4 separate regions of the Sus scrofa genome follow, and all the other regions are linked to region 2. A link is a contact called in public HiChIP or PLAC-seq data. All regions are on one chromosome and are shown on one strand. The core of a region is the stretch at or near the end of the contact, and the rest is flanking DNA. Distances in the headings are between cores, read along the strand shown.

Region 1 (5,507 bases), core at 1,924-4,423, 79 kb after region 2:
TGTTTTTTACTGCCACTCCTATGGCATATGGAAGTTTCTGGGCTAGGGGTCCTATCGGAGCTGCAGCTGCCAGCCTGCCCCACAGCTGTGGCAATGCCAGATCCAAGCCACATCTGCGACCTATGCCACTGCTTGTGGCAATGCTGGATCCTTCATCTGCTGAATGAGGCCAGGGATCAAACCCACACCCTTAGGACACTATATCAGGTTCTTAACCCACTGAGCCACAATGGAAACTCTGCCAAACTTGAATTTGCTGCATATCAGCAACTATTTACTTAGCACTTACGTGGTATTTATAACTATTTACAAAGTACTTATATTCTGTTAGGTATTAGAAGTCATCTAGAAATGATTTAAAGTATATGAGAGGATGGGCATAGGTTATCTGCGTGTGTTACATCACTTTCTATAAGGGATTTGCACATCCCTGGATTTTGGTATCCAAGGGGGTCAGAACCAGACCTTTTGAGATGACGAGGGACGATTGTAGTACGTGACTCCAACTCACACATCTTTTCACTGTGGGCACCTCCCTGTCACCTCCTGTCAAACCAATGTCTTTGGAAACACTAAGATGAAAACTTATCTTTCTCTGCCATAATTTCCCCTCTGGATGCAAATGGTCTAGAATGAGTGAGAAAGCCCTGTCAGAGTTTTTGCCCAGAGATAAGCATCTGAAAGTCCAGCAAAAGTTTATTTTTGACCAGGAAGCAATGCTTTAAAAGGCTGGGGGAAGCCTGGGAGGGACTAGACAGGACCTCAGGGTAGGCCCTTGAGCAGGACGCCTCTTCCTGCTGCACCCAGACCAAATTGATTCTCCTTTCTCCAGAGCTCTGTTCTCCTCTAGAATTGCTTCTGCTTTTCTACAAGTGGGACCAGTTTAATTCAACTTCAACCTGTCACTCAGTTTGGACCCTTTTCTGATTGTGGTCTTGGTCTTTTGTGTTGTTTTGTTTGTTTGTTTTCCCCAGGTTCTCTTGAGTGCGGTGAAGCTGGTTGATGGTTTTGTTTTCCCCTCGATGCTGTATTCTGATGTTTTACTGTCTAGTGACTGAGGGTTTCCCTCTGTCTTGGGATAAAACGGATTCAGGGAATGAAAGCATTTCAGGTACGAGACCCCCTCTCGGTCCTTGGACTCGTGATGTCCACTGTAGATGCTCTTCTTTCTTGCCCCACAGTTGTAAAGCCCAGAGGGGATTCCTCTTCTGGAGGGTCCTGGAGGGTTGGGCCAAGGACAGGGAGGGGTGCTCTCTCTAAGGAGGGAAGGGCAGTGAGGATTTCCACTCCTGTCCTTGCCTCTTGGCTTCTATTGGTTTCCTTGGCCATTTTTTCCATTCTTTTTGAATCATTTCCTTTTGTCTGAAAAGAGGGTCTTCTTTCAAAAGCAGCTACGTCTTCCCCATTTGAGTGTGTACACACACACACACACACACACGGTCAAACCCATAGCATTTGGTCATTCCCAGGCTAGGGGTTGAATCAGAGCTGCACCTGCTGGCCTATGCCACAGCCACAGCAATGCCACATCCTAGCTGCATCCTTAACCTACACTGCAGCTTGCAGCAATGCTGGATCCTTAACCCACTGAGTGAGGCCAGGGGTCGAATCTGAATACTCATGGATACTAGACCGATTCTTAACCTGAGGAGCCACAGTGGGAACTCTTTCTTTCTTTCTTTCTGTCTTTTTTTTTTTTTTTTTGTCTCCCAAGTCAAGCATACGGAGGAGGCGGCTCAGGTGAGAGAGATTCACCTGGGTCCAGCCCAGTTCCCAAGGCTCCAGAGGTTGGTTAGTAACAAACAGATTTGTGGAGTAGGGAGGATAATAATTTTTTTTTCCATCTAAAACAGTCTTCTTAAACCCAACAGTTTGTCTTTGTGTGCCGCAACCATCTTTGTGGCTTCCAGTCCTGAGTTTGTGGCTGTCCAAAGTTCAGTGAGCAGTGGTGAAAGTGTTTTGTTGCTTTGTGGGAACTTTGCATGGCTGACTCCCACCCTCCCACCCCCACCCCACACACAGGCTCATTTCCTTGTAAGCTGCCTCAGCCTGGGCTTCTAGAGATGAACCCCATGCTCTCTACACGAGGAAAGAGCAGCTCTGACACCCCGCCTCCCATATGCTTCCCAAACTGACTTTTGACACCACCTCTGTCCTTTAAGAGGCTGGCAGTGTTATTGGCTGCTGTCCGGTTCAGGACCTTCTTTGAGTGAACTCTTTCCTAGGATGATGTTTTGTTTGGCAGGGGGAACGTAGATCTTTTTTTTTTTTTTGAAGTAGTTGACTTGCAGTGTTGTGCCTATTTCTGCTGTATGGCATATGTGACCCAGTCATACATATTTTATATATATATATATATATTCTTTTTCTTTTTTAATTTAATTTTGTATTAGAGTATGGTTGATTTTACAGTGTTGTGTCAATTTTTGCTCTACAGCGTAGTGACACAGTCATACATGTATATACATTCTTTTTCTTGCATGATCTTCCCTCATGGTCTCTCCCAAGAGACTGGACATAGTTCCCTGTGCTGCACAGTAAGATCTCACTGCTTATCTATTCTAAATGTAATAGTTTGCATCGACTAATCCCAAACTCCCTGTCCATCCCACTCCCTTCCTTGCCCCCTTGGCAACCACAAGTCTGTTCCCTATGCCTGTGAGTCTGTTTCTGTTCTGTAGATAGGTTCATTTGTGTCATATTTTAGATTCCACATAGAAGTGATATCATTTGTCTTTCTCCTTCTGTCTTACTTCACTTAGGATGATCATCTCTAATTGCATCTAAGGATGGTGTTTTCAAAAGGTAATATAGGAGTTCCCTGGTGGCTCAGTGGGCTAAGGATCTGGCATTGTCACTGCTGTGGTGCAGGTTTGATCCCTGGCCCAAGAACTTCTACATGCCACAGGTACAGCCCCCACCCCCCAAAAAAGAGTGATTTAAGCAAGTGATATCAGAAGGAGCAGGAAGGAAAGGGAAGCCCCTAAAACAGAAGACTTCCCCAAACCCCTCTGACTTAACCACTAACCAACTAGCCACCAACCAACTAACAGCCCTAGGACTTTCCTCTCAAGTCCAGATCTCAGGGCTGGAGCTCTGCTTGGGTCCAATGCCCCTTTCCCAGGCTGAGTCAAGGGGATGCCACACAAGGGGGACGGCCTTCTGAGGGTGACAAATGAGTTTGTCACCATGGGGGTCATCCTGTAGACACATGACGACTCACCGTTAGGACAATCACACAGGGAAGTGTCTGCTGCCCTTTGTCCTACTCTGTTGTACTTCCAGCACGGGGAAGGTTTTCCCTTTTCCTCCAGGAATGCTGGAGGAAAATCAGTGTGGAAGGTTTTTCTCTGCCCGGAATGAATGGCACAGACCATGTTCCAGCCCAGTTGCTCAACCTCAATGAGTTATTCTTTTTATTAGTAGTAGTAGTATTTTTCTTTTTAGGGCTGCGCCTGAGGCATATGGATGTTCCCAGGCTAGGGATCAAATCAGAGCTGTAGCTGCCAGCCTACGCCATGGCCACAGCCACAGCCACACTGGATCCAAGCCGCATCTGCAACCTATTCCACAGCCACAGCAATGCCAGATCTGAGCTGCATCTGCAACCTACGCTGCAGCTTGTGGCAACACTGGATTCTTAGCCCACTCAGCGAGGCCAGGGATTGAACCTGTGTCCTCATGGATACTATGTCATGTTCTTAACCTGCTGAGCCACAGTGGGAACTCCCTCAATGGGTTATTCTAGTTTCAATTTTTTTTTTTTTTTTTTTTTGGTCTTTTCAGGGCTGTACCCATGGCATATGGAGGTTCCCAGGCTAGTGGTCTAATTGGAGCTGTTGCTGCCAGCCTACGCCAGAGCCACAGCAATGCCAGATCCAAGCTGCATCTGTGACTTACATCACAGCTCACGGCAACGCTGGATCCTTAACCCACTGAACAAGGCCAGGGATCGAACCCACAACCTCCTGGTTCCTAGTCGAATTTGTTTCCACTGTGCCATGGTGGGAACTCCTCTAGTTTCAATTTTATTATGCAGTGTCTCTCTTTTTCTAAGGACCTGGGACTTTGTCAGTTCCCTCTGGTTATACACATCCAACTCTCTGATGAGTTTCAGAACATTCTGTCTTTTCAAGTCTTCCTTCATTACAAGGCTTCTTTCCCAAAGTCCCTTTATTGGGTCTGATGTCAATTTGTGTTGTGGAAAGGATTCATATTTACTCATGATAGCTCTGCTTTTAGACCAAATGTCAAATTTCATCACCAGAGAAAAATTAGAGCTTTGAAAAACCATCACATAAAAATGACTTTATTCAGTGAGTTCAAGATGAAGGGAAAAAAATGTTGTTACTATTGTTTATGGCCGCGCCTGCAGCATGTGGAAGTTCCGGGGACAGGAACTGAATCTGAGCCACAGCTTTGGCATTTAACTCACTGTACCAGCCTGGGGATCAAACTTTTGCCTCTGCAACCACCCCGAGCCACTGGAGTGAGATTCTTAACCCACTGTACCACAGCGGGATCCAAAAAAATGTATTTCTTAATTGCGTATTTTTTATGAGGGTTGAAAAGATGCTCAAATCACTGCCTATAATCTTTTGTCACCGATGTAGATGAATAATTGAATGGGAAAAAGCTCTTCTTAGAAGCAGAAAATGAATCACTGCAGCGGATCTGGCCTTGCTCACACAGGCGGCTGTCTTACACTATTGGCTGCTGTCTTTCCTAGATTTCAAAGTGGACATTTTTCTTTCCTCTTTTGCAGGAAGGGTTTGCATAGATGACCTGGAGACGCGGAGAGCTGAGTGAGGAAGAATTTGAAGTCCTTGTCCATCTGAAGCCATGATTTAAATACCAGCATTACGGTAAGTCTTTAGAAAGAAATACCACCGTTTTGTGGTTGACACGTCACTGGTTTTGCCTGCAGTCTGAGAGCAGGTTAAAGGTCATTATAAAGGGTAAATTTGTTTGAATCACATTCAGCCGATGGAGCTCTGAGAAAATTAAAGGGGCCTCGAAGGTAAGTTGTGGGACTGCAAACATCCGGGGGTGGGGAAGTGAGTCTGACAAGCTGGAAAAATCTGTCTGTCTTCAGTGGTCCTGTGTTCCAATGTCTGAAAGCAAAGCAAAGCTTAGGATTGGGGTTCTCTTTTGGAACTGAGCTCTGGCCACGACCGAACTTTCGGGGACCCTGAGTTAGATTGTTTAGAGGAGGGCAGAACCAGGCACAGAACGGGGAGTAGAAGCATCGTTCTGGGCACCTGCTGTCTGCACTGCTGCCCCCAGGGCAGTGTTTCTCAAAGTGCGTTCCACGGAACACATTTCTCTAGGCTGTTCATGCCATGGGGCAGGGCTACGGAGCTGGGTCTGTGCTCCAGGGAGTTTGAAAAACCCTGGATTAAAGTTAAATAACCTTCCCTAGTGAGGGACTTCCAATACGGAGAACCTTGTAACTCTCTACGGACGTGTGTGGTCGGCAAGGCTCGCCAGAGTCCCATGGAACATGT
Region 2 (5,860 bases), core at 967-3,466:
ACACACACACACACACACACACACACCTCACAATTATAGTTAACAAAAGTTTCATGAAAATAGTACAGACTCTGACTTGGCAGGATGCGCACAAGTATTTTTTTTCTTGAAGTCGAGTTGATTTACAAAGTTGTTTAATTTCTGCTGTACAGCTGAGTGATTCAATTATACATACATTCTTTTCACAATAATCTTTTCCATTATGGTTTATCATAGGATATTGAATAGAGTTCCACATGAGTATTTTTCATTCTAATTTTTTAAAATTTTATTGAAGTATCATTGATATACATTGCTGTGCAACTTTCTGTTGTACAGCAAAGTGACCCAGACATACACACACACCCGCCCCCACATGTATATAGAGACACACATTCCCTTTCTTATATTAGCTTCCATCATGGTCTATCCCAAGTGACTGTATATTGTTCCCTATGCTCTAATTCTGTTTCGTTTTAAAAAATGCTTATCTTGGAGTTCCCATCATGGCACAGCAGAAATGAATCCCACTAGGAACCATGACGGTGCGGGTTCGATCCCTGGACTCGCTCAATGGATTAAGGATCCAGCATTGCCATAAGCTGTGGTGTAGGTTGTGACGTGGCTCCGATTTGGCATTGCGGTGGCTCTGGTGTAGGCTGGCAGCTATGGCTCTGATTAGACCCCTAGCCTGGAAACCTCCATATGCCACGGGTGAGGCCCTAAAATGACAAAAGACCAAAAAAAAATTTTTTTTTAAATGCCTATCTTTACTCACAAAGCTGATTTCATGACCAGCAGCTTGAAAAACCCTAAGGCACCCTGGGAATTTAGGAAGCATAGAAGTTAACTAGAGATTCTAAAAGATAAACCTATAATTCAATAGGAAGCAGCTTAAGGGAGCATGCTTATAAATATTGTCAGAAAAAGTGAAGATTGCTCCAGATAAAGTACTTGCTAGCAGATGCCAAATTTGACTAAATCTTCTGAATTTCTAGGAATCAGTCCATTCCTTAAAGTGAACTTCTTTTTGAGCATCCAGTCCAGCCTAGACTTCAAACTTACAAAAATGGTTAAGGCTCTTATCCTCTGGGACCTCAGGGTTTGCTGGAAGATGCAGAAGGTTGACCCAGGAATGATGGCCAGCGCTCTAAGTGCTATGGTTGAGATGTGCCCAGGGTGCAGAAAGAGCAGCACAAGGACACCTCATTCAGGAAGGGGTGGGTGGGCTTCCTAGACCTGGCAACTCTCTGGAGGAGGCTGGAAGAGGTGATACCATCTCCCTAGATGAAGAGAGTGCTGGGTATTTGTGTTCCAAGAACATGGACCATCTTGAATCTGCCGGCATTGGGAGTGGTCCCTTTGGCTCCAATGAAAGGCACAGATGGGGAAATGGTTAGAGATGAGCCTCCAGAAGGAGGCAAGCAAAGGTGCTTAAATTCGTTCCTGAAACAAAAGGAATCCATTGAGGGGTTAAAAAAGGGCACAGGATAACTAGGTTTCTGCTTCTGAAAGATACCCAAGGATGCAGTATGGAGGATGCTGGCCAAAAGGATGCTGTGGCAGTGGTCTAGTTAGGAGGCTGGTATTGAACACCCAAGGAGAGGCGTTCCCATTGTGGCTCAGGGGAAATGAATCTGACTAGTATCCATGAGGACACAGGTTCTATCCCCGGCCAGGCTCAGTGGGTTAAGGATCCAGCGTTGCCATGAGCTGTGGTGTAGGCTTACAGCTACAGCTTCAGTTTGACCCCTAGCCTGGGAATCTCCATATGCTGTGGGTGCAGCCCTAAAAAGCAGGGAAAAAAAAAAAAAAACAGGAGAAACGGCACAAAGGGCTTTGGCCTGGGTAGTAGTGATGGGTATGGAGAAGCAAAGGGGCTGCTGTGAGGCATCCAAGACACAGTAGCAGGTGGATTGAATGGGATGTGCACCTTTGCCAGTCACTCAGATAGAGGATGCAGGTGGGGAGACAACGTTTGGGGGAAAGAGTTCTATGATGGATATACTGAGTCTGGAGTGCTGATTTAGTAGCTACTTGGATCTGGAGATTGGGGAGAGTCTCGCCTGGTGTTAGCTGAAGCCACAAAGTAAAGACAGGACCAGCAGGGGATTGGGAATGAGGCTTTGGGAGGATCCTTAATTCAGGGCTATTACTGATTTGCTGAAGATCAGCTGTCTCTGGTTAGCCTGGGATCAGTGTAAACAGCTCTAGTCTCTGCCTCCTCCGGCCTCCCTAGCTTAAACGCTGCCAGCACTCTCCCAGATAGCAGGAGGAAGGAAGCGTCTTTATTGCATGTGTTCAACACAGACCCTCCTTCTTGAACTTTCCAGAGACGGCACAGGTACCAGGCAGAGGGCATAGCTCCCACGAGGGCAGGGCAGAGGTAAGGCTGCTTCTCTACTTCGTCATTAACAAACTGTAAAGGGCCAGTTCTGAAAGGTCTGCTGGGGTTCCGAATTTCTCATAGATTCTTTTCACACATTGGAGTGTTGTGCTGATCATATTCTCAAGGACCCTGAGCTGGATTTTAAGTCCTTCCAGCTGTGAGTCACAGCACTTTAAGGGTTTGTGTTTGTCAGTCCACATGCGAGCCAGCTCCAGGGGAGGGCACAAGGATGGAGTAGAGATTGGGGAAGGCTGAGCCCAGAAGCTGCTCTGGGATCTTGGGGGCAGTAAAGCTGTTATGGGCCGAGTTGCCCCCGTCTCCTCTGCCCAATTCGTCTGTTGAAGCCCTAACTCCCAGAACCTCAGGATGTGATTGGATTTGGAGATAGGATCTTCAAAGAGGTAACTTAGTGAAAATGAAGTCTTTAATGGGTGGGCTATAATCCAGCATGACTGGGGTCTTAAAAAGAGATTAGGACAGAGACACACAGAAGAAAGGCAGCCATCCATAAGCCAAGGAGAGAGGCCTCAGAAGAAACAACCCTCCTGACGCCTGATTTCCAGCCTCCAGATGGGTGAGAAGATATTCTGTGGTCTAGGCCTCCAGGTCTGCAGGGTAGGTGGTGAAGGCTGCCTTAGGAAACTAACACACTCCCTTTTCATTCTTCAGATGGGAGCAGGTATGGATCCGCTTGATGCATCCTCAGGAGTTAAAATGAGAATCTAACAGTGGGAGGAAAAAAAGCAGTAGCTGGAGGGAATGTAAATGTGAACACTAGTGAAACAGACAAGAAGCACAAGTGAATTTCATAAGTTTATTTACTGCCTCGCAGATTACCAAGTACTTCACCAACCTTAACTCATTTCATCATCACCACTGTCTCAGCATCACCTGGAAACTTGTTAGAAACGCCAAGTTCTGGGCCAGGCAGGTTAAAGAAGCAGACAGTGGGGTGGGGCTCGCAATCTGTGTTTTAAACAAATCTCGGGGGTTTGGCGAGGGATTCTGATTAGCAGAAGTGTAAAGTGTGAGAACCACCGACAGAGGGGACGGTCCCCTGTCAAGACGGGCAGTTCGGAGGGTGACCAGACTTTTTCATGGCTGTGAGTGGCCACAGGACGATCTGCTTGACCAGTGGCCCCGAGCCCCTGCGACTACAACGTTCGCACACATTTTGATGGGTTTTGTCCCTGGAAGGGCTGGATATTCACAGTGCCTGACCGGGGTCTCTAAGGTCTGCGGCGCCCCTCGGGCCTTGCTGCAGCTGAGGGACTGGAACAGGGAGCTCGGCGAGCCCAGGGGGCCCGGGAGCAGCCGGGCGCGTGCGCGCGTGCGCGTCCTCGAGCCAGGCGGGTGCGCGCCGAGGGGGTGGGTCGCGCCGGCCCCGCCGGCCTGGCCCGCGGTCCGAACCACTCAGAGCGCCCGGGGGCCCTACAATTAATACCCGGCGCCCGCCCACCGCGCCGGGACTCGCGCGCCCGCACTCGGGGAAGGAGGCGTCCGCTCGGGCTCGGCCTGACCCGCCTTGCAACTTGTCTGCTCCGGCAGCTGCGGCGACGGGGGCGGGACAGACTCTCCGGGGCTCCTCGCCGAGAGTCAGCTTGCTCGGGGAGGTGTGTGCGCCTCGCCGCCGAGGGGAACTGTGAGTCGGCGGGCGGCCGGCAGGTGGAAGAGCACAAGGGGTAGGTAAATGCGTCGGGAAGTCGGAGCGCGCGTGGAAACTCGTACTGTCGCGCGTGGGTGTCCTCTCCCCTGCTGGTCTCCTTCCAGAGTTGCTTCCAGGACCTGGGGCAGGGTAGAGGCGGGGGGGGGGGAGAGGTAGGCTCACCTGCTGGAAGTGTGTTTACTCTGGCGAAAGAGCGAGTCATTAGACAGGCACTCCCCCCGGCTGGGGAGCGACACGCCGGCCGACCTTGGGCTCCTCTGGGGCTGCGACTGTCCCGCCTCAAGCGTCTTCCAAGTTTCGGGAGCCAGGGGTGTGACAGACAACTGCCCTCCCCTCCGTCCCTTTAATTCTGGCAGAAAGGGGCTACTGGAAATCAGGACCCAAACTTTGTTTTCACACATTGAAACTGACTTTCCAGGGTTTTTAAACTGGCACGCAATTGGTGGCAATTTCCTGGGGACGCTTCCCGCGGGCAGGGCTGGACCGGCCGGTCCGCGAGTGGGTCGACTCCAGGCGCGCAGTGGCCCCGGGGAGCGGAGACAGCTCTGGTCCTCTTGGCCCAGGGTCGGGCTCAGCGCGGGCTTGGCGGCCAGGATGGTCTCGGCGCGCTGGCCCGTTCGCCAGCGTAGTGGTCGCGGCGGGAGGCGTGGGGGTCCCTGCTCCTGCTGGCTTCAAGTTCCGGAGCCACTCCGGCCCTGGGAGCTCCGGCCGGGTGGCCCGGCAGAGGGCGCCCACTCCCGATCGTCGCGCGGGCCGGCGGAGGGGAGGGGACTCGAGCGAAGCTCCAGGTGAGGAGCTGTGAATCATCCCGGGAGGGGGACCCGGTCCTCGCTCTCTGAAAGGAGGCAGGGAGTGGCCGTGGCGCCGTTGAGAGTCGGGCTGCCCAGCCGCTGTCGGGCGGGGAGCGGCGATTGTGCCCCCGGAGGTCTGGGGAAAGCTCATAAGGTGAGGAGCGTCCCTCCGCACGGTCGCCGAAGGCAGGGATCGGCCGCGCAGGGCTCCGGCAGGCGGACACTAGGCAGGGGGCCAGAGGTGGGTCAGTTAGACTCGGGCTCAGGGCGGTGCTGCCACGGGCTGCGGGCAGGGAGGGTCGGCCGATCCCCCGTCCGCCGCGTTTGGGCGCTCCCGGGGGCCGCGGGGCCCCAAGCAGCAACAAAGGCGCGGCGCGGTCGCCGCTCCCACCCACTTCCGTCCCCGGCGCGCCCGGGCGCGCGTCGCCCGGAGGTACCGGCCGGGTCAGGATTTCCCTCCGCGGAGTTTCGGGAAGTTAGCTGGGCGGCCCGTTAGGCGGGGAGGAGGGGCGGGGAAGGGGCGGCCCGGGGAGGGGCACGCGTGTGCTCAGAACTGCGACACCGCCAGCCTCCCCTCCCCAGCGCCGGGGAGAGTAGCGAGAGCTGCAGCGGCCCCAGCGCGCCTCCTCCAGCTCCCAGGGGCGCGCCCCCGCCGGGCCCCCGCGGGTGGGAGGTCCCCGTGCGGCGCGCCTTGTCGGCCCTCTGGGCCACGCCCCTCCTCGCGGGCTCCCGGAAGGGAGGGGTTTAGTCCCGGGGTGACAGCGGTGGCCGCGCCGGCAACTCCTGGGGAGCTCCAGAAGGCGGTAATTGCATTACTGTGAGTTAGCATTGGGCGGCTCCAGTCCAGGCCGCAATCTGGGTCAGGTGCGGGGTTAAGCGCTTCTGGCGTTGGCTTTACAGCTGCGGTCAAGTCTTGACAGTTTGTTGCAATTGGAAGTTCCGCAGAAGGGGAGAGGACCGCGGGGAGGAAGAAGAGAGCTCCTTGTCCCCCACTCCCCCCCCCCACCCCCCCCAGGTTATAGTAACTCTATGCAG
Region 3 (5,772 bases), core at 1,268-3,767, 120 kb after region 2:
AGTCGTCTGAGGAAGGAGTTCAGAGGATCGTTAATTTCGAGCTGTTTAATTCTCCTTCCCCTGGGGAACGAGAGCCTTGTCATCCTGGGAAGCTTCAGCCTGAATCTCGAGGTGTCACTTTTTGCTGCCCCTTCCCGCTCCTCCCCCACAGGCTTCTGGACCCTTGGAGCACATGGTGGCCACACAGAGCCTTGCTCAAAGGCCACATCTGTAACCCTGAAGGGAGGGGCAGGCAGCAGAGGGCCCAGGTCTGCCTGGACCCGTGCATCGGCGTAATCACCCTGGAGCCAGGGAGGCACTGGGTTTGTGCAGGGGTTTGGTTACAGGGTCCAGGGTGGGGGGCTCTGTGTGAGAAGCAGGGCCTCGGAGGGCTGGGGTCTAACTGGCCTTGGACTTTGCATCCTGTAGCCAGAGGCTGGGCCTCCTCTCCACAGCAGGGTCTGGTTCTGTCACAGAGCCGCAAACAGCCCCTTGTTGTCGGAAAAGACAGTGTTTTTCCTTTCTCTGGCTTTCTGGACTTAAAGTAAAACTTGAATTTGACGGACTCTACCATAAACCCCACCCCCACCCCAAGAATGATGTTCCGAGGTCTTGCCTCTTCATCTGAACAGCGTGCAGCTGTTGGGTTTGGCACTTATTCTAGAACTTTCTGTAAAAGCAAGTGCATTCCATGTTCTCCCATCCTGAAGAGGGCTGGGTTTACCCGCCTCCCATGAGGACATCTGCCTTCCCTCTCGCATGTGTGAGCCCCTTGGGGGCTGTCTTAAGTCTCCATGTAGGAGGCCTCACAGTCACAGCACGATGGGGTTGGAGGTTAGGGGGCCAACTCTATACGGCCCTTGACATTGACTTGAAAATGTTTGCAGGTCTTGGCCAGATTGTGCAATATTCAAGTAGGTATCAGTCTTCTAAATCAGATGTCCCAGCGAGTTCCCATCGTGGCTCAGCAGTAACAAACCCGACTAGTACCCATGAGGATGCAGGTTCCATCCCTGGCCTTGCTCAGTGGATTAAGGATCCCGTGTCGTCGTGAGCTGTGGTGTAGTTCCCAGATGTGGCTGGTATCCCTTGTTGCTATGGCTGTGGTGTAGGCTGGCAGCTGCAGCAGTGAATTAAGCCCTAGCCTGGAAACTTCCATATGCTCTGGGTTCAGCTCTTTAAAAAAAAAAAAAGCAAAAATCAATCAATCAATCAGTCAATCTATCTGAGGTCCCCAGGGGGAACACTCCCCAGTATTCTGTGCTGGTCTGTTTGGGAAAAGAATCTGAAAGAGAATGGATGTGCGTCCATGTGTAACTGAGTCGCTTTGATGTCCAGCAGAAATGATCACAATATTGCATATCAACCAGACGTCGATAAAATTTGAAAAAATGAAAAAACATAAGTAATGTACGGTTCCTAAATATTAAATAATAAATAAATACCATTCTCAAATGTAAAATAAATACGTGAAATACATCAGATACCCTCATCTGCTGTCCAGTTTGGAGGGTCTTGGCCATTTTTTTCCCCCTCCATTGGATGGAGAACCACATAGACACTGATTTGGGAAAAGTTGCATCCGCATTGGAATCTGGATCCCACCAGCAGCACTTGTACCCCTTGGAGGGTCGGAAACCCTATGTCCTGGTCATCTAGGAGGATGGCTCCAAGAAATCTCCAGAAAGAGTTTACTTGTACCTGCTTTTTGGAGATGTTTTAGTTAATCAGAATTTCTTTCTTTTTTTTTTTTTTAAATGGAAGTGTAGTTGATTGTCAATGGTGTGTTCACTTCTGCTATACAGCAAAGTGACTCAGTTACACATACGTACCTTCTTTTCTTTTCTTTTATATTTTTGTCTTTTGTCTTTTTAGGGCCACTCCTGTGGTATATGGAGGTTTCCAGGCTAGGGGTTGAATCGGAGCTATAACCGCTGGCCTACACCGCAGCCACAGCAACACCAGATCTGAGCCGTGTATGTGACCTATACCATAACTCACAGCAATGCCGGATCCTTAACCCACTTAGCAAGGCCAGGGATCGAACCTGCGTCCTCATGGTTGCTAGTTGGGTTTGTTAACCACTGAACCACGACAGGAACTCCCATATGTACCTTCTTTCAAAAAGAATTAAAAATAATTTCAAGTATTATTTAAAAAATTTTTTAAAAATTGAAAATATTCTTTTCCGTTATGGTTTATCATAGGATGTTGACGATAGTTCTCTAATGGGACAGAATTTCTTTTTTCTTTTTTTTTTTTTGGTCCCATTTTTAGGCCCATACCCATGGTATATGGTATAGTTCCCAGGTTAGGGGTCTAATCTGAGCTGGAGCTGCAGCTGCCAGTCTACGCTGTAGCCACAGCCATGCAGGATCCGAGCCGCGTCTGCAACCTACATCACAGCTCACCACAATGCCAGATCCTTAACCCACGAAACGAGGCCAAGATCAAACCCACATCCTCATGGATACTAGTTGGGTTTGTAACCCACTGAGCCACAACAGGAAGTCCTGGACAGAATTTCTTAATGTGAATTTGCTTCTTCTCTAGCTAACTCAGATTTAAGTAGACAGCAGTGTGGGAAACAGTGAATGCTGGCACACACTGTACACACACACACACACACTTGAGGAGGACCTCGGCACATGAGAGAAGACTCTCGGGCCAGCCAGCACCCTGGCGCCTTTGTAGACCATGCAGAAAAATAGCATTACTTGGATGCACTCTGGCTGCCCTCTGCAGTGTCATTTTAAGATGTTACTCATGTATTATTTGAAATTTAAAATAACATCTCTTGTTCTTGAGAGAAATCCATCACCTGCCATGAAGTTTATATAAAAATATCAACTCATTGCTGGAGTTCCCATCATGACTCAGTGGTTAGTGAATCCATCTAGGAACCATGAGGTTGTGGGTTCGATCCCTGGCCTTGCTCAGTGGATTAAGGATCCGGTGTTGCCGTGAGCTGTGGTGTGGGTTGCAGACACGGCTTGGATCCCGCGTTGCTGTGGCTCTGGTGAAGGCCGGCGGCTACAGCTCTGATTGGACCCCTGGCCTGGGAACCTCCATATGCCATGGGAGCGGCCCAAGAAATGGCAAAAAGACAAAATATATATATATCAGCTCAGTGCTGTAAATCCTAATGCCAAACAAACAAGTGTGCTCTGTGAGGTTTTATTTATCTAAGATCTGTCTTATAGATCAATTTATTGTAGATTTGATTTGATGGGGAACACCATGTACATCTGTGTCATCATTGCCTGAATGTCAGAAGTTACAGCGCAGGTTTCCCTGGTTTTGTCTGAAAGTCAGGAGCACCGTTTTCCCAAAGAGGCAAGGTACCAACTGTATGTTGAAAGAACCTTGAGTTGATAAAGATTGAAACCAAGACTCAACTTGATCTTTTTTCTAAGCATATCATGTAGGTGGTTATGATGGGATGTCGTTGCAAGTTGTATAGGGAAGGCCCCCAGCTTGACTTAAGCTTGATGGATGGAACTTGAAGAAATCAGTGTGGACATTTGTTTGAAGTACAGGGAACTCTTAGTTATTCCAAAAGTCAGATATGTACAAGTGGCAGATTTTGTGTGTGTGTGTGTGTGTGCTTTTTAGGGCCATACCTACCACATATGGAGGTTCCCAGGCTAGAGCTTGAGTCTGAGCTGTAGCTGCCGGCCACAGCTACAGCCACAGCAACATGAGAGAGATCCGAGCCACGTCTGTGACCTATACCACAGCTCATGGCAATACCGGATCCTTAACCCACTGAGGCCAGGGATCAAACCTGCGTCCTCATGGATACTAATCAGATTCATTTCTGCTGAGCCACGATGGGACCTCTAGTGGCAGCTATTTCTAAGCAACGGAAGCATGTTGCTTAGCATATAATATCACACTTATATTTGATATTGGTGTGTTTAATATTTAGGACTTCTGACAGTTACTGCTTCAGGAGCTCCCGCTGTGGCACATTGGATTGGTGTACTAGGACATGGGTTGGATCCCCAGACCTGGCACAGTGGGTTAAGGATCTGGCATTGCCGCAACTGCAGCTTAGGTCGAGACTGTTGCTCGGATCTTGATCCCTGGCCCGGGAGCTCTATGTGCCCCGGGGTGGCCAAAACAACCAAGCAGATACTGCCCCAATGATTGGTACTTAGCAGGTGTTCAGCGATTAGTTGTGCAGTGAAGAAATTGATGAATGGCCCTTGCGCGCACATGCACGCGCACACACACTCACAGGAAGGAGCCAAATGCCCAAAGAGCTGAGAGCATTTGATGTCCTCATCTGCTGAGCTCCCTAGTGGAAATTCGCTTTGTAACAATTCTGACTCATTCAGGCCTTCTCCAGAAGGAAGGTAATTACATGTTTTTATTTTAAACACTTCCGTTTTTATAGGGCAGGTGACCAGTGAGGAATAATCAGTTTTAGCTTTTAAACACAATGAGTAATTAAGCACAGTCGCTACTGCTGAGAAAATCGAAATCCAATCTGTTATTTAATCTGGTGCTGTGTTGAACTGGCTGTGTGTATTGCTGGGGAAAACATGCCAGACAGTTCACTCTTGAATTTTTTTTGGTAAATGACTGAGAGAATTAGGATCATTTTAAAAGGTTGCAAGACAAGGTGGCCAACGTCAAGACAATTGTTTAAATGTAGAGCCAGAGAGATAAGCTCATTATGATATGGTAGTTTTTAATGCCAGCAATTTAGAAAATGGTGTGTTCCTTAAAATATAGTAGATGCTGACATTTGTTTACCTTAAAAAATTTGGTAATGTGATTCACTTATTTGAAAGTTCAAACGTGATGTGTAGCTGCTCTCTCTGAGCCAGGCCCTAGGAGTGCAAATTCCAACTCTGTTAGTCACTTGTGGTCCTCTCTCGGTATCTAAGGGGGATTGGTTCCAGCATCTGCCATGAATAGTAAAATCCACAGATGCTCAAGTCCCATGGGTGGTTCTCGGTATTCACAGTTCTGCACTCACGGAACTGACCAACCTTGGATAGTGTAGTATTGTATTTACTGAAAAAAAAATCTGCATGTAATTAGACCCGCATAGCTTAAACCCGTGTTGTTCAAGGCTTATCCTGGCATGTTCTAGCAAGGGAAGATACCTCAGCCTCTGTCTTAGTGTCCTTACCTATGAAATGGAATAGTGTACATGGCACGTAGGTGGTTAAGAGACGCTGAAAGCAGTGCTTACTGCATAGCTGTGTCCATTGAGAGATTATTGCTATTAATCTTCATTAGGGCAAAGATTATTTGTAGGTTTTAATTGTAGCCTTGAACGATAAGGGTTTTTTTTAATCTAAAATGTTATGGCAATGTTTTTTGTAGCCTTGATGTTCAAAGTGGTTAATATGGAGTTCCCTTTGTTTCTCAGTGGGTTAAGGACCCAACATAGTGTCCGTGATGATGTGTTTGATCCCTGGCCTTACCCAGTGGATTAAGGGTCTGGCATTGCCCCAGGCTGTGGTATAGGTTGCAGATTCGGCTCCGATCCCGTGTTGCCTTGGCTGTGGCATAGGCCTTAGCTGTAGGTCTGATTTGACCCCTAGCCTGGAAACTTCCGTATGCCACAGATGTGGCCCTAAAAAAGTAAAAAAGAAAGATACAAGTGGTCAGCTGGAGACTATCATTTCCGTGAAATCTAGGGGAGTTATTTAAGTAGTCTTTAAGTTTAAAAATTTGGAGGTTTCCTAGTGGCCCCATGGGTTAAGGATATGGTGTCATCCCTGCTGTGGCTTGGGTCTGATTCCTGGCCTGGGAACTTCTCCATGCCACAGG
Region 4 (6,095 bases), core at 384-2,883, 97 kb after region 2:
TTTTTAGATCTGCAGCAGCCTCAGTAGAGCAGGTCACACTTTGTCCATCTCCGGTTACTCTCAAGACCCTGAGCCTGGTGTCCATGATGTAACGCTGGTCCAGCCCTGTGAGAGGCTGTATCCTTGATGCCAGGACTCATAAAACCCGGGCCAGGCTCCCCTGCTTGGCAAACTCGCATTTCATCTGGACCATGAAGCCAGCAGTTCTGCTCATGCTGAGCGTTGCTCCACACCCATCTTGAAGCAGCAGCCTGGGAGAGGAGAGTTGGCTTGCTCCTCTGGTCTTCAAGCCAGTGACCTCCATGTGACCTTGGAGCTCAAAATATTGTCATCCAAAGCCAGTGAAGTTCCCCCTAAGCTTTGAGAGGGAGAGACAGAGAAAGGCTCAGCTTGATTGATTTTGACCGTCTGGAGGTGAGGGGTGAACTGGTTGAAAAATGTCACAACCCCAAATCATACCCTCCTTTTTTGCTTTTTATTTTATTTAAAAAATTTTGTTTTTATTTGTTTATTTTTTGCAGCATATGGAAGTTCCCAGGATAGGGGTTGAATTGGAGCTGCAGTTGCCAGCCAGCCTGCACCACAGCCACAGCAATGCCAGATCCAGGCCACGTCTGCAACCTACACCGCAGCTCACAGCAACAACGGATCCTTAACACACTGGGCGACACCAGGGATTGAACCCAGGTCCTCATGGATTCTAGTCAGGTTCATTACCCCTGAGCCACAACAGGAACTTCCCTTTTTTGTTTTTTTAAAATTACCCAGCAGGGAGTTCCTAGTGTGGCTCAGGGGTAAGGAGCCTGACTAGTATCCATGTGGACATGGGTTCGATCCCTGACCTTCCTCAATGGGTTAAGGATCTGGCATTGCCATGAGCTGTGGTGTAGTTCACAGACTCAGCTCAGATCCTGTGTTGCTGTCTGTGACTGTGGTGCAGGTCCGCAGCTACAGCTCCAATTCAGCCCAAGCCTGGGAGATTCCATATGCCATGGGTACAGCAATAAAAAGACAAAAAACAAAATTACCCAGTGGTAAAATTATTTGCCCATACTGCAGTCAGCCACCAGCTCAGACTCACAGTGGTATATTTGTGTGGGTATTCGGTGACTATCAGGTGTTGCTTCACCTGATAGTCAAAACCCTCAGTTTATGGAGAAACAGAAAAAAGAAAACGATTCCGAGTCTGGTCCCACCAGAGCAGAAATTAGGACAGAATTCGGATCCTGGTTCTTAGGCTTTTCATCCCCTAAAAATGAGCAACTTCAAGAAATACTTCCAGTCGTTCCTGTTGTGGCACAGCAGAAACAATCCGACTTGTATCCTAGAGAACTCAGGTTTGATCCCTGGCCTCGCTCAGTGGGTCGGGGATGCAGCATTGCGGTGAGGTGTGGTGTAGGTTGCAGATGTAGCTCGGATCTGGCGTGGCTGTGGCTGTGGCTGTGGCTGTGGCTGTGGCCAGCAGCTGTAGCTCCTATTAGACCCCCAACCTGGGAACTTTCATGTGCTGCAAAGTGCAGCCGTTAAAAAAAAAAAAAAAAAAAAGAATACTTCTAATGATTGCTCCAGTTCATTGCCATTTAGGAAGCAGAACTTTCCAGAAGGCAGAAGCAGCTAGGCAGAGAGCTTTGTTGTCTTGCTTTCCAGCTCTGACTGTTCTGGCCATGCTCTGACATCATCCTTCCTTCAGAAATAGGGCTTCTTGGAGTTCCCGTCTTGGCGCCGAGGAAACAAATCTGACTAGGAACCGTGAGGTTGCGGGTTTGATGCCTGGCCTCGCTCAGTGGGTTAAGGACCCGGTGTTGCCGTGAGCTGTGGTATAGGTCGCAGATGCGGCTCAGATCCTGTGTTGCTGTGGCTGTGGTGTAGGCCAGAAACTGTAGTTGCGATCCACCCCTAGCCTGGGAACCAGGTGTGGCCCTAAAGAGCAAAGAAAAAAGAAAAAAAGAAAGAAATAGGTCTTCACGAAGGGAAAGCTGGAAAGTGAGGCTTCTCCCCCAAAAGTGTGCAAGCTGGCTCTATCTTCTTCACTTTCTGCTTAGAAACTGACGAGCCGCCTTGTCACTCTTGTCACTTTCTAACTTCAGAGGGGCATTAAGTATTGATTAGTTAAACCCGAGGAGGGGTAAAAAAAAAAGGCGGGTGTTGTTGCCAAATAAACCCAAGAGCAAGAGATCTAACTGCAGGGCACAGACAGGTATGGCGTGTGTGTGTGTGTGTGTGTGTGTGTAGTGGCACCACTGCTGGGTTCTGTGGGTGCAGAGATAGGTGGGGCCCCTGCCTTCTGGAAGAGTCTAGAGGCTGGAAATCATAGACCATGTCAGGAAGAGCTCAAAGAGGAAATCAAGTCAGCTGAGTCTTAAAGGAGAGTTAGGGGTTTTCCAAGTGACCAGGAATCAAGGGTGTTCTGAGCAGAGTCCAGCTTGGACACAGCAGCCATCAGGGTGGTTTCTCATGGTCACCTACCAGGGGGAGGGATGGTGGGACAGATGGCTATGAGGTAGGAAGGGGTCAGAGGTAGTAGGGACTTAATTACCCATTGGGCCAGCCATCTTCCACCCTCTGGTTGTCACCAGCACAGGGATACTGCATGATGTCCACTTTTGTCACAGCCTCCTGGATGTATCCACATGTGAGGTTGGTGGAAAAAGCAAGACATGAAAATCCCTTCTCATCCAAAAAAGAAAGTCCACTGGAGCTCCCTGGTGGTGCAGCAGGTTAAGGATCAGGCATTGTCACTACTGTGGCTCGGGTTCCATCTCTGGCCTAGGAGCTTCTGCACACCACGGGTGTGGCCAAAAAAAAAAAAAAAAAGGTCCATAGAGGAAGTCACCATAGATCTCAGTGCATATGAGGTAACCTCTGGGTTAAATGCTATTTCCCAAGTATGTATTTGTAACCTGATCTCTTTTCCTCCTTCTGATGAGTATCCCTGGAAGAGGGTAAAAGGGACTTTTTTACAGGGACATTCTTTATTATTATTATTTTGGTCACACCTGTGGCATGTGGAAGTTCCTTGGCCAGGGATCAAACCCTCCCCTCAGCAGCAGCGACCAGAGCTACCGCAGAGACAACACCGGATCCTTAACCTGCTGTGCCACAGTGGGAATTCCTTATCAGGATATCTTACATTTACTCTTCAAGAACATTTAATTTAAAAAGCTTGTCACAGAGTTCTCTTTGTGGCTCAGTGGACAACGAACCCAACTAGTATCCATAAGGATGCGAGTTCGATCCCTGGCCTTGCTCAGTGGGTTAAGGATCTGGTGTTACCGTGAGCTGTGGTGTAGGTCGAAGATGTGGCTTGAATCTGGCTGTGGCTGTGGTGTAGGCTGGCAGCTGCAGCTCTGACTCAACCCCTAGCCTGGGAACTTCCACATGCTGCAAGTGTGGCACCAAAAAAAAAAAAAAAAAGGAAAAAAGCTTGAGCTTTTTTCATGTTGCATGAGCATCCATCACTGAGAAGTAACCTGCTGCCCAGGGAGGTGGCGTGAGCCAGGTCCTCACTGAGATGTGCTGGCAGGACTGCTTAGGAGTTTTCCACTGGGGGCAATGCAGCTGGGTTGGGGCTGTTTAAATGCATCTGGAAGCAGAGGGGAGGATGGATTTGGGGAGACGTCGGTGCAGGAGGGAAGGACAGTTGGAGGCTCCTGCAAAAGTCGTGACAACAGGCGTTTGAGAGCAAGGATGGGGTTATGGAAGCAGGAGGGAAGGCAGGGCTTCAGGCTGTAAGACCCGGTGGTGGCTAGATTGTGAGGGCTGAGCCTCCATGAAGAGGGGCTGGTGCTGGGGCTGTGGTCCACCAGGAAAACAGGAGCAAGAATCATGGTAGGGAGTTCCTGCTATAAAGCAGTGGGTTAGAAATCCAACTGCAGTCGCTCAGGTCGCTGTGGAGGTGCGGGTTCAATGCCTGGCAAAGTGGGTTAAAGGATCTGGTGTTGTTGCAGCTATAGCGTAGGTTGTAGCTCTGGCTCAGATTCATTCCCTGGCCTGGGAATTTGCATATGCTGCTGGTGTGGCCATTCAAAAAAAAAAAAGTCAGTGAGAGGAGAGGACTGTAGCATTATCTGAACCGAGTTTCATATCCTAGTTTTCTGAACTCCACAGAATCCGTACCTTCCTGAATCCTGCCCGCAGGTGTGGTGGGATTTAACCTAGGAGAGAGGTGGAGACTTCGTGGTGGTGGATGTGGTCCGAGAGTGTCCCCGATGCCTTAGAGGCCAAGTCCACTGGGAGGGTTTGAGGTTGGGGGAGCTGGTTCCTGGGGTATGGGGGGAGCTGAAATCCAGCTGGAAACCTCATGGGGGAGCGATTGGGGACCAGGAGACAGGAGACAGCGGTCTCCGAAGATGAGTGATGAGGGAGAGAGAAATAAGGTGGACCTTTGCTGGAGGACCTCGGGGTGGGAGCTGAGAGAGGCTGGTGGGGAGAGATGCTTGGGCTCCTCTCCTTCAGTGAATGAAGACAGGCTTGCGCTCATCTCTGCATCACGTGGTCTTCCCCCAGGGCTGATCTTTCTAACACGAAAGTCTAGTGTGAGTTTGACCCTCAGGAGGGGCCAGTTCAGGATGTCTGCATCTAAGTTTTATGTCACGGCCTCTGAGAGGATAAAGGGCACTGAAGAAGCATCCTCAGACAGCCTGTCCCACCACAAGGAAGGCAGAGCTTGGATATCGTCCTTTGATTTTCAAGAATGAGACCACCAAGACTGTAGAACTCTAGAGTTTTCTCAAACTTATGGTCACCAAAGGGGAGGGGGGCAGAGGGATAAATTAGGAGATTGGGATTAAAATACACACATCACTGTATGTACAATAGACAGCGAACAAGGACCTGCTGTAGAGCACAGGGAACTCCACTCAGTATCTTGTAATAACTTTGGATGGAAGGAGTTCCCCTTGTGGTGCAGCAGGTTAAGTATCTGGTGTTGCCATGGCTGTGGCATAGGCCTCAGCTGCAGCTCTGTTTCAACTCTTAGCCCAGGAACGTCCATAAGCCGCAAGTGCACCCATGAAAAGAAAAAAAAAGGGTAATGAAAGAGGATGTAAAAAAATACACACACACACACACATATACATATAAAACTAAATCACTTTGCTGTGCACCTGAAACTAACACAACATTGTAAAGCAACTGTATTTCAATAAAGATAATAAAACCCCTCTTTTTCTATATTTGTATTAGGATTCAATTTTGGCGTGACCTTATCTCTATTTCTAAAGAGTCGTTTTCTTGTTGGTTCTCAAGTGTAGATCAGGGTTTGAAAACTAATCGTGTCAGTTTGTGGATTAAACTTCTAAAAGCAAGGGGCGGGATCCTCTTCTACTATTTGATAGACCCTGGGTATTAGCGATTCTCTTTCAGTATCCAGACAGCCTGCCAAATAAGCATGTTTAATTGGAAAACAGTGCTTTCCATTGCTTATCCTGTATCAACTTTTTTACTTTGCAGCCATGACTTCCCTCCTTGTAGGGAAAAAGACACATTTCCGATTTGAATTTCTTAGGGTGGCTTTCGGGGTTTTCTGTTGTGGCTCCATGAGGATGTGGATTTGATCCTTGGCTTCACTCAGTGGGTTAAGGATCCAACGTTGCAGTGAGCTGAGGTGTAGGTCACAAGTGTGGCTTAGACCTTGTGTTGTGGCTGTGGCTTAGGCTGGCAGCTATAGCTCTGATGCGACCCCTAGCCTGATAGCTTCAAAATTTAAGGTGGGTGTGGCCTTAAAAAGCCAAAAAAGAAAAGTGGGGGGGGGGTGTTTCATTTGGAAGTTTCATTTGAAGTAGATTTTTTTTTTCAGTGATTAAACTTTTAATTTTGAGGTCATCATAGATTCAAATGCAGGTGCAAGAATTAGTGCAGAGAGAGCCTGTGTACCTTTCACGCTAGTCTTCCCCACCCCCCCATGATAACATCTTGCAAAACTAGAAAACAGCATCACCACCAGGATGTTGACATTGATGCGGTCAGTAGAACAAGAGAGGTGTTCTGTAACAAGGATCTCTCCTGTTGCCTTCTCGTCGCACCTCCATCATCCCTAACCTCTGATATGTCTTCCATGTCTGCAGTGTTCTCTTTCAGGGCGTGTTGTATAAGTG

What was found. HiChIP or PLAC-seq counts read pairs in DNA pulled down with a chosen protein or histone mark.
Region 1: an H3K27ac HiChIP or PLAC-seq map of alveolar macrophages shows a contact between it and region 2. The contact joins the enhancer-like site here to the promoter of SVIL in region 2. A contact is called at or near these places in 1 of 5 promoter capture datasets (liver), 5 of 47 Hi-C or Micro-C datasets (alveolar macrophages, heart right ventricle, liver and 1 more) and 2 of 2 datasets of contacts at active chromatin or transcription factors (alveolar macrophages and skeletal muscle).
Region 3: an H3K27ac HiChIP or PLAC-seq map of alveolar macrophages shows a contact between it and region 2. The contact joins the enhancer-like site here to the promoter of SVIL in region 2. A contact is called at or near these places in 1 of 5 promoter capture datasets (liver), 9 of 47 Hi-C or Micro-C datasets (embryonic fibroblasts, fetal heart ventricle, fetal skeletal muscle and 4 more) and 2 of 2 datasets of contacts at active chromatin or transcription factors (alveolar macrophages and skeletal muscle).
Region 4: an H3K27ac HiChIP or PLAC-seq map of alveolar macrophages shows a contact between it and region 2. The contact joins the enhancer-like site here to the promoter of SVIL in region 2. A contact is called at or near these places in 1 of 5 promoter capture datasets (liver), 7 of 47 Hi-C or Micro-C datasets (alveolar macrophages, blood, liver and 2 more) and 2 of 2 datasets of contacts at active chromatin or transcription factors (alveolar macrophages and skeletal muscle).

What each region holds. Positions count from the first base shown.
Region 1 is chr10:41,252,413-41,257,919 of Sscrofa11.1, forward strand. It overlaps SVIL (supervillin), which reads left to right. Exons shown (of 36, transcript XM_021064788.1): 3 at 4,766-4,865. Among named protein-coding and RNA genes, the nearest start is that of SVIL, 79 kb to the left of the region's middle. Within about 2 kb of position 3,174, at least 1 of the 83 cell types and tissues checked has an H3K27ac peak or open chromatin away from gene starts, as enhancers often do. A contact at or near this core is called in alveolar macrophages, where this site is marked.
Region 2 is chr10:41,174,142-41,180,001 of Sscrofa11.1, forward strand. It overlaps SVIL (supervillin), which reads left to right and starts at 2,217. Exons shown (of 36, transcript XM_021064788.1): 1 at 2,217-2,365.
Region 3 is chr10:41,293,219-41,298,990 of Sscrofa11.1, forward strand. The region is part of intron 3 of SVIL (supervillin); the gene reads left to right. Among named protein-coding and RNA genes, the nearest start is that of SVIL, 120 kb to the left of the region's middle. Within about 2 kb of position 2,518, at least 1 of the 83 cell types and tissues checked has an H3K27ac peak or open chromatin away from gene starts, as enhancers often do. A contact at or near this core is called in alveolar macrophages, where this site is marked.
Region 4 is chr10:41,271,773-41,277,867 of Sscrofa11.1, forward strand. The region is part of intron 3 of SVIL (supervillin); the gene reads left to right. Among named protein-coding and RNA genes, the nearest start is that of SVIL, 98 kb to the left of the region's middle. Within about 2 kb of position 1,634, at least 1 of the 83 cell types and tissues checked has an H3K27ac peak or open chromatin away from gene starts, as enhancers often do. A contact at or near this core is called in alveolar macrophages, where this site is marked.